2 separate regions of the Gossypium hirsutum genome follow, and region 2 is linked to region 1. The links are chromatin contacts, called in public Hi-C maps. All regions are on one chromosome and are shown on one strand. Each heading gives the region's core, a stretch centred on a gene start, on an enhancer-like site or on the middle of the called end of the contact. The rest is flanking DNA. Distances are from core to core; before and after follow the strand shown.

The links. A called contact is a pair of places that touch in the nucleus more often than the background predicts.
Region 2: a contact with region 1 is called in a Hi-C map of fibers, with 4 times the contacts expected there. The contact joins the promoter of LOC107896426 here to the enhancer-like site in region 1. A contact is called at or near these places in 15 of 34 Hi-C or Micro-C datasets (callus, fibers, hypocotyl and 3 more).

Annotation. Positions count from the first base shown.
Region 1 is chrA10:104,107,376-104,112,440 of Gossypium_hirsutum_v2.1, forward strand. It overlaps the pseudogene LOC121208071. Among protein-coding and RNA genes, the nearest start is that of LOC121207570, 11 kb to the right of the region's middle. Within about 2 kb of position 2,701, at least 6 of the 9 cell types and tissues checked have an H3K27ac peak or open chromatin away from gene starts, as enhancers often do. A contact at or near this core is called in fibers, where this site is marked.
Region 2 is chrA10:104,167,376-104,172,290 of Gossypium_hirsutum_v2.1, forward strand. It overlaps LOC107896426 (germin-like protein subfamily T member 2), which reads left to right and starts at 3,344. Exons shown (of 1, transcript XM_041077905.1): 1 at 3,344-4,116. The coding sequence starts at 3,344. The coding sequence ends at 4,006. LOC107895444 (5-formyltetrahydrofolate cyclo-ligase, mitochondrial) reads left to right here. Exons shown (of 10, transcript XM_016820723.2): 5 at 1-100; 6 at 764-805; 7 at 890-935; 8 at 1,373-1,443; 9 at 1,559-1,685; 10 at 2,062-2,273. The coding sequence ends at 2,077. It also overlaps the pseudogene LOC107896427.

The DNA.
Region 1 (5,065 bases), core at 1,451-3,950:
AAATTTGAAAATGTCTTCCCAATTTCTAAAATCCCCAAATTGTGAAATTCCCTAAATCCCTACACTCCGAAATCTTCATTGAATCCCTAACAATCTTTAAATCTCTAAATCTTGAAATACCTAAATCGTTAGCATTCCGAAATCTTCTTGAAATCCCTAAAACTATTAGAAACGAAAAAGGTTCAACAATCGTGAGAGTTTCCGCAACCCAAAATCGAAAAGTAGGTGCTTTCTTATTTGGTTTGTTGGAAAAATAAATTTCATTTTTGGTTTGATTCACTACAGGAAAATAGGGCTTTAGCGGCGTTTTATAAAAAAACATTGCAAAAATTGTAAACAGAAACTGAGCAATAGCGGCGTTTTTTGTTAAAACGCCGCTAAAGACAAGAGCATTAGCGGCGCTTTTGGTAAAACACCGCTAAAGACCAGAGCATTAGCGGCGCTTTTGGTAAAACGCCACTAAAAGTCATGTGACTCCTAAAATCCTAAACCCCCAAAAAAACATAAAACACTAATCTATAACCCCTAAAATAGTAAACCCCTAAACCCTAACAAGCCCTAAACACTAAACTATAACCCCTAAAACCCTAAACACCGCAATAGGTGCATTTTTAGTGTTGCTAGGTTATAAACGCTGCTAATGTTAAATTATTTTGTTCAAAACTTCGTCGTTTAGCTGTCTTATTTTTTACCCACACCTGATACACTTAACATTTTCCCCGTTTTTCCTCAGTTCTATTTCCTCCTTCTTCCTCATCCTAAATCCCTAAAGTATTATCACTCATTCCCAAATTCGACATCCTAAATCCCTAACGAATTTAATAATAATAAAAAAGTAATTTTAACAATTAAACTTAAATTCAGAAATTTGAAACATAGAGGAATTAAATTCTTAAGAATAGAAATATAATGACTAAATTTTAATTTTACGAAAAGTACAAATACTTATCTCATATTTTAGCTTTTAAATATTAAGTGGTTTAGTATTCAATTTGTTAAAGTATGTTAAGAGAATTACTTTTTCTTTTGTAAGATTTAACACTCCTATGCGAAAAGATATTATTTAACTCATATATTTATTAAAAGTTTATATAAAAATTAATTGTTATTTTAGTTATAATCATAAAGTTAATTGTGTTTCGAGTTTTTATTATATATATATAAATATAAAAATACATTCTTATAACTTAATTTATATGTGAGAGGGTAAGTTAATAATTTCACAACTGAATTAATATACTTGATTAACCCATAACACCAACTTAATAAAAAATAACTATAATTATAAATTTTTCTTTCCATTAATATGATTCAACTAAAAATATTTTTAATATTTAATTTATATAGACAAACAATTATTGCACTCAAATTGATATAAATTATAAAATTACAATTAATTTTATTTAAAACTCGATTCGAAACAATGGATGTTTTGAATTCGTAAAGTAAAATAATCATACTAGAATATGGCACACTCATTGAATTTTTATGTAACAAAATTAATAAAATTTGATGTAATAACCAGTATGCCATTATATAAAAATCTAAACAACTAATGCGGACCATACTTAAAAGAATAATGCTTGTATTGCTGTGTCATTTTGTATTGTTTTTAATTCATCGATTCCATTTTATTTCGTGGATTATGATTTAAGGGTTGGGGTTTAAGGGTTAGGGGTTAGGGGTTAAGTGTTAGGTTTACTTAAGGATTAGACTTTATATATATTAAATGGTTTAGGATTTAGGCTTTATATATATTAAATAGTTTAGGATTTAAAGTTAAGATTTGTTAAATGATAAAATTTTATACAATCAATTAATACTTTTATATTTAAAAATATTAATCTAAACCATTTGATATATTTAAATATTAGATTTTCAAAAACATTGATAAATAGATAAAAAATTAACAGATTGATATGGATAGGTAACTATCTATTTTGGATATGACCGAATTATAACAAATAAAAATAAAATACAAAAACTAAAATCATTCCACACCGAACATCTAGCAAAATAGTTATATTTTAGTTATGAAGAAATATCTCTAATGAAATGGAGATTAAATTGGAAAAGAATAATATAAAATTATGATTAACGTCTCAATCTTTAATAGAAATTTGATATGTAAGAGATTGATTGCTTACATTGGATAATTCTAACTTAATAATTAATTAAAGCCATTTAATTATTTGTTTTCTTAGTAAAATATACAATATTTATTTCCAAAATACTTAATTTTTTTATTTATAAAAACCAATTTATAAAAAATAGTAATAAAAAATATTTTATAAAATCACTTAACTAATAATTTTTAATACAGAAAATAAATTTTTTTAGCATAATAAAACATAATCATTTTATTTAAAATAAAATAATTTTTTGTAGCATTTTTATAAAAACGCAACAAAAAATTAACTATAACGGCATTTTTTATAAAAACGCGACAAAAAAATTATTTCACTGGCGGCGCACTTTTATCCCTAAATTTTCCCCTTTTAAAATGCCTAATTTTTTCCCCTAAAATTGGTATCCTCAAAAAACCCCCCAATCTCACCCCCTCCGTTGCTCTTTTCAATCAAGAAACTGAGATGGCAGTCTTGATTTGGCATCAAATTGCTTCAGTCTTGATTTGGTTTCCAGTTATACTCTGAGATAGAAGAGATGGCAGTGAACCAGACGGCAGCGTTGAAGGTGGGGTTGTGTCTATTGTGGCTTCTGCTATTCGGCTACACGTTCATCTCCCTCCACAATCTCAAAGCTTTGAACTTATTATAAATTTAATTTTAAAAAATGGAGACCCCCCCTTTTTCCTGTTCTTCTCTTCTTTACACTCTATTTTTCATTTGATTCTGTTTTTTGCTTTATATTTTAGGTGCTTACTTTCTATCTCTTGGTGCTGATGTGTTTTTTTTTGGTTCACATTACTCGTCTTAGATTTGATCGTGATTGGAAAAAGATTGAAGCTTTTGTCGGGTCAAAGACAGTGATCCAGGTAATTTAGAAGATGTCTTGATTTCTTTCTGTAACTACTAGGCTATATGTTGTCTTCAACATGTTTCTCTGATTGTTTAATGGATGTGCTTGGCAGATCCGTAGTCATGCACAGAAGTATTTTCTAAAGGTTCAAAAAAATGGGACAAGTGAACATATACCTCCCCCTCGACCAAAAAGGAAAGCAGCTCATCCATACCCGCAAAAAGCTCCCAAAACTGGTCAGTATCATCTATATCTTTTTTCTGGGTAGTTCTTGATCTTGAATTGACCCTTGGTTATTTTTGCATCTATATAGCTTCTGTTGTACCCCAAGTTGCTGGACCATATCAATCTTCATCTGCTTTGCATGAACCTGGTTATACATACAGAGGAGATTCATCATCAACTCCTGGAAATCCAATTGCCACTGCATCTTTGTCTTCCTAGAGTTACAACTCTGTGCCGCCTGTCACTGTGTCTCAAGTGACTAAAGGTTTTTAATTGTTTCTGCACTGCTCTTACCTCATATTTCTTCTCAAATATTAAAAGTATAACATATGGTCATGTATTTTGTAGATGATGCAGTGTTAGCTGGACTAACTATTGTGCATAATTCTTGTTATAGTAGCAGTAGTGAAAGTACTTCCAGAACTTGGTCATTTGGTGAAACAATTGATCGAGGAGATCACTGGAAGCAATCTAGAGGTTAGCATATTATTTCTACTTTGAGCTTGATGATAGGACTATTGGACCATGTTACCATATCACATGTCTAGAGGAAACATGTTTCTTTATTCATGCAATTTCTAAAAAATAATGGCATCTATACTGAAGCTTCATATAGCATTTTTAATCATCTACTATGACTTGCCTCAACTAGGATTTTAATGCCTACTTGTGATTACTGAATTAAGTGCTTGTCATCAAAAGATAAGTCTGATTTGTTTGACATATTCACTTACTTATTTTCCCATCAATTTAAGGTCTGTTTATTGTTAGAAAAAGATTCATGTTTCTCCATTTGCAAGAAAATGATCATCTTGTCTCATATGCTTACATGAAGAATTCTAGCTGCCTTATGATGAAGAAACAACATATTTGACTCTGGGATTTTTTGGATTGTATTCTTCCCTTAATTCTGCTTTTCTTTTTGCTGTAAACATTGATAATGTTATGACCTACTAGGTTATTCTGAATTCTGTTACTGCTGTTTTTAGTTTTTCCAATATTTACAGTACTGAAAATAAACATGTTACTTGTGGACTTTGAATTGCCTAGTTTAAACAGCAAAATGCTTGAATGGGAATTATTTATTTGCTTTTTTTGTTGTTGATCGAGCACTGGGTTGTCAAGAACACGTGATAATCAGTGTCTTCTTGAGTAGTTCCTGTCATCACATCCTTAAGTTTCCTTTGTCCCATTGATGATAAGTGTGCTTTCTATACTGTGCGGTTTTGCCAGATTTTGCTGAGGTGTACAGCTTCATTGGCAGTGTCTTTGATCCTGGTACAAGTGGGCACTTGCAGAAGTTGAAGCAGATGGACCCAATAAATTTGGAAACTGTATGTCATCCAAATGATATTAATAATTTTATTTTATTTCAATTGGGTGTGTGTGTGTGTGTGGAGGAGATTGAAGTGTCATATGTTTACTTAAAATCCTATGGTCAACTCAAGCTGCTTTATTTGCCTCTTTGCAGGTGTTATTGTTAATGAGAAATCTCTCAGTCAATTTGACGAGCCCTGATTTTGAGGATCATGTAAATTCTTGTTCCTTGTCTTGAGAATGTTTTTATATCCACTGTTGGCTCATACATACTATATTTTATATTATGATTCAATTTTTCATGTTTGAATCTGAACTGATTACTGTTATTTCCTATCTTTGTTTTAGTTTCTTATAATGCCATCCTGTGATATTGCTTTAGAGTTTTGCATATCTATTCTGTTCTTCTCCACATTGGAGGTCTATACTTCATTGAATTAATTCCAAAAGAGTTCAAGACTTACCAGAAGTCTGACTTTTACTTTTTAGATGAGAACTTCATTAAAATTGTTTGTACCTTGATAAATTTCAGATCTGGTAGGCT
Region 2 (4,915 bases), core at 2,094-4,593, 61 kb after region 1:
AGGATGTTCAATATCTCGCGCATCGATGATTTAGTTGCGAATTCCATGAACATTTTGGAACCTGCTTCAGTTGATGCTGATGGAAATACTCGTGAAGATGGTATACAAGTTGATCTCTATATATTTTTATTCTATGTTACTATGATCTTTTTTTTCCTGGTTCCAGTGTGACTCATTCCTTGCACGTATTTAGATATGGGTTCGATGATGTGATACTCTAACTCACTAAATATATGAAAAAGAAAAAAAGAAAAAAAGAAAAAAAGAAAATTGGGCATACCCATCTCAGATATATATCGCTCTTCGACACTCACACCTGAGTTTGAGTAACTTGGTTTTGATCCTTTTGCCTCTCACCATTAAATAATTTTCCAGTTGTTGTTTCTCACCATTTACTTTTTGCTTGCTAAAAGAATTGCTTTCATTGTTTTTCTATAATTGCCTATTGTGCTTTCATCTCTTACCTCTATGATAGAATAAATCTTTAAGTTTTTGTTTGTATAATCTTATTTGTTACAACAACTATGTTAATATTTGTTAAGGTAACTTCCTTGCTCTCTTTACCCTAATCTAAGCTGAACCAAATCATTCTCGCAATCCAAGGCAAATCATTGTTTATGTTAATGCTGTTACATTTTCATCTTAGTTTTGGTCTTACATTTGAGTTATTCTCCAGGAAAGTAAATTAGATGGCTATTGTTTGTTTCTCATTTTTGCTTTCATATTTATGTTTTCTAATGTTGAATTGTATTTCTTGATGCAGTGATGCATGCGAATGATCCAGTTGATTTGTTCATTTTGCCTGGTAGATGTTTTTGTCCTGTTTTCTGCTCGGTTTCTCTTTCTTTTCTCTTTGCTTTCTTTAACATTCTTCTTGCAATGTTGCTAGGACTTGCTTTTGACAGATCTGGAAGACGGTTAGGCCGTGGTGGAGGGTGTGTTTACCATTCTTATTGAAATTTAGCCTATCTTCTGCGTTTTGTTATTCTTTCATAATTCAGAGATACTTTATATTTGTGAGCGTCTGGCAGGTTTTTTACCTAAGTTCTTAGTCTCAAGTTATTGCGCTTCCAACTACGAAGCAATTGAAACATTATCTAACGCCATGGCCCTGGGTTATCTTGGTTAATAAATCATTATCAAATATCTACAGGCAATTACATTTGTTGAACTTTATGTTGTCTTGTCCCTAAAACAATTCATAATCAACTATTGCGAAGACATCCATGAGTTGTATGCGCTTATCTGTAGGTTTGCGCACTTTGTCTTTGCCTCGGTTTATCTGTGCTTTTAGTGCATGTCTCATTGTCATCGCTTAACTCTTACTTGATAATTTCTGCTTTTATTTTTGTGGACATGTGGGATCGAAAAGATATTATGATACATTCTTGAAGAACTACAAGGAGCTTGCCAAGGAAAAGAATTGGAGGCTCCCACTCTTTGGTATTTGCTAGTTTTGTTTCTTAGTCTACTTTCATGCTATATTACATGCTCTAGGTTGTTCTGTTCTGCTTTAGTTTTTCAGATTCTTATCTTCAACAATTGCTGTGGTTTGCAGTTGCACTGTCTTATTCTGTGCAGATAATGGATGAAGAAGTAATACCAGTCACCCCAAATGATGTACTGGTGGATGCTTTGGTTTCCCCCACTGGAGTGATTCCCATTACCTCAGCTGCCTTAGGGAGGTATTATTTTTTAGATTGCTCCTATGTTATACGACTGTTCATTTTTTCATGAAGTAACTGTGTCCGACTCAGAAATGGTCATTGTGGTACAGTCATCCAAATTTATGAAAAAACTAAGAAAATATTGAACATACATAATACATATATGCGTCCAAGACTTGCACCTAAGTAACATAGGATCTCTCTCACACACATAGAGTTTTTATACTTTTTCTTGTCATATAACTTATATAACCCTTGCAGAATGAAGCCTTAATGCTGTGCTCCTCTGAGTCAGATCCAAGTGCTTTTCTTCAATAGGATTCTTCTGAAATTGCAGTTTGAATAGCCTGCAAATTTTGATAGGATTGTCTTTTCCACAATGTATGAGATGCAGGGGCTTGTGTTATTGAATAATGGGATACAGTTCTGCTGTGCAATTTCTCGGAGGCCATGAATGCCTGTCCACCAGTGAATTGTCATGACCTTTGCCTGCTCAAAGCAGAGATTGTAATTGTGGTATGGATTCGGGATATTTTATTGTATTTGACTGATCTCGCTATATGCAACCATGTTGGAATTCTCATGGAGAGAAAATTTTTACTCCAATTTGCTTCACGTTTCTTATATTTTCTTTAAATATGAAATGCTGGAATTACAATTTTTTTTCTTTCTGCATCATTTGACAATAATATCCCGTCAGTTGTAACTTCATGCTTTAAGAAATTCCTTCTCTTTGACAATATCAAAGTGTAAGCATCTTACAACATCTTTTTGGTTTCACACTGTGTGTTCTCATGTCATATCTAAGAGTTAATTTACTTGGTCAATTCAGTGTTCTCTTGGTGATACCTTGAAACTTCACTTGAAAGAGATCCTTATGTGAACAAATTGGAAAATCAACAGGATTAGTTAACTGTTACTTTTTGCTCAGATTGGGACACATTTGTACTAGGTTCCTTCTTTGTTTCTCTGAGTCAGGTGTGAATATCAGATGCGGATGTGTCTAGCACGAGGTTCAATTTTTTTCTTGAAGATCTGCTCTATGTTTGGAGGGTTTTCAAAGGATTATATTCCCATACCCCTTTCCAGATATACATCAAACACGGGTTCTTCAAGAAATATGAAAAGTTGGAATAACATAGAGGTCCAATATACCTATATGCATTTTCACATAAAGTTTAGTTTTTGAAGTCGCATTGAGATTGAAGTTTGGTTGAGTTGCCGCCTTTAAGACCACGCTAAAACCCTTATGAGAGTGGATATATGGGCAATGGAATTTGTCATTGTGAATATGGTTCATTGACTAGTGTCTCATAAAGCTAGCTATGTAACTGTATTCAATTCAGTTTGACCGAGTCAAGTTAAACTCGGTCCAGTTATTGGTTGCAAATGTCTTCATAAATGTTGTAGACTTTGTCTTCTCTGCCCCATTTGCAATTTCTATTAGGATTAGGTGTTGATTTTCTGCCGCTGTCATTTTCTTGATTATTTCTCTGTAGTCTTTAAGAATTACATGGCCTTTTGCGTGTCATCTTTATAGTTTGATTTAAGTATGCACCCTTAAAAGCCAACTAACATTTACCAAGTTCGTATATTTTGGCATTGTTTTACAGACTTGTAATATCTTTATACTCCATTTTTATCTTCATTAGCTGTAATCTCAGGAAGAGAAATTCATGTCTGCCATGGTTTCCTTGTTATTCCACCTACTGTGTTGCCTCACAGTTTTCTGGCTTCTTCCTCTTCCTTCTCATTCAGCTGACCCTGATCCATTACAAGACTTTTGTGTAGCAAACCTGAGTGCCTCTATATCTGTTAACGGTTTTCCTTGCAAACCAGCATCCGAGGTGACTTCGGATGACTTTTTCTTTGATGGGTTCACCCAGGAAGGTAACACCACAAACGCCTTTTCGTCATTCCTCACACCTGGAAATGTCCTCTCATTCCCAGGGCTGAATACTCTTGGGATTTCAATGAACCGGGTGGACTTTGCCCCGGGTGGAATCAACCCTCCTCATTCGCATCCACGTGCGAGCGAGGTCGGTGTAGTCATTGAAGGGAAGCTCCTCGTAGGTTTTGTGACTACTAACAATGTGTATTACTCGAAAGTCTTGACTGCAGGGCATATGTTTGCCATCCCTCGAGGACTGGTGCACTTCCAACTCAACGTCGGAGATGGGGAGGCACTAGCTTACACGGCTTTCAACAGCCACTTGCCCGGTGCTGCGATTGTTCCCCTAAATCTCTTCGCTTCTTCTATCCCTAATGAAGTGTTAACCAAGACCTTCCAAGTCGATGCGGATCTTATCAATACCATAAAATCCAAGTTTAGGTCGTAAGATACTCGAAAACCCTGCTCTGCTACTTGGGGAACTGGCTTGTTATGCTATTTATCCACATCTGTATCTTTCCATGTTCTTTTATAATAATCATTGAGTATTTTAGCTTTGATTTATGAATAAAAGATTTTCCGGAAAAATGTTGAGATTTTTTAATCCAAAAAATGTCTTTGGTTATACTCTGCTCCAAATAATAATATTTACATAAATATTGAAATATTTATTAAGAAAACATTAGGACTTTAATATTATTATTTCATTATTTAAATGAAAGAAACTAAATCCTCAAGTTGAGTATGACAAATCATAATTTAACCTTATGGAAACTTATGAAAATTATTCTTCTATTTACAATAATCAATAATAAATAATTAGTTAAAATCTCTTTGGACAAAATTAATTTATAATATGGAAAGATTAAGCACTTCAATTTAATATTTATGCTATGAAATATCAATAAATTTATTTCTTTTAAATAGCAACCAATTATTTAAATTATTTTTTACGTAATATGAAAAATTAAAATATAAATTAATTAAAAATCAAAGTGATAGAAAAAATATCAAAATATAAATTAATTTAAAAACATAATAAGAATCTATCCTCTAAAAAATTAATCAACTAAATCTATAAAAATAAAATTAATTCTACTGGATATACATAATAAATTCTAAAGTAAAACCAGAACAAATAAAATCATAATTTATTTTCGCCACTCAACTATAATTTTTTATAAAAATTTCTTCATCAATATTATTCACACTCCTCGGTTAAATCATTAATGGAAGAATAACATAGTGACAAAATAAAAAAATTTAGCTTTTGGTATGAATACATTTTATTTATTTGATCTTAATTCTAAAAAATTCAAAAAAATTATTTTAAAAAATAAAAATAAAAATAAAAATA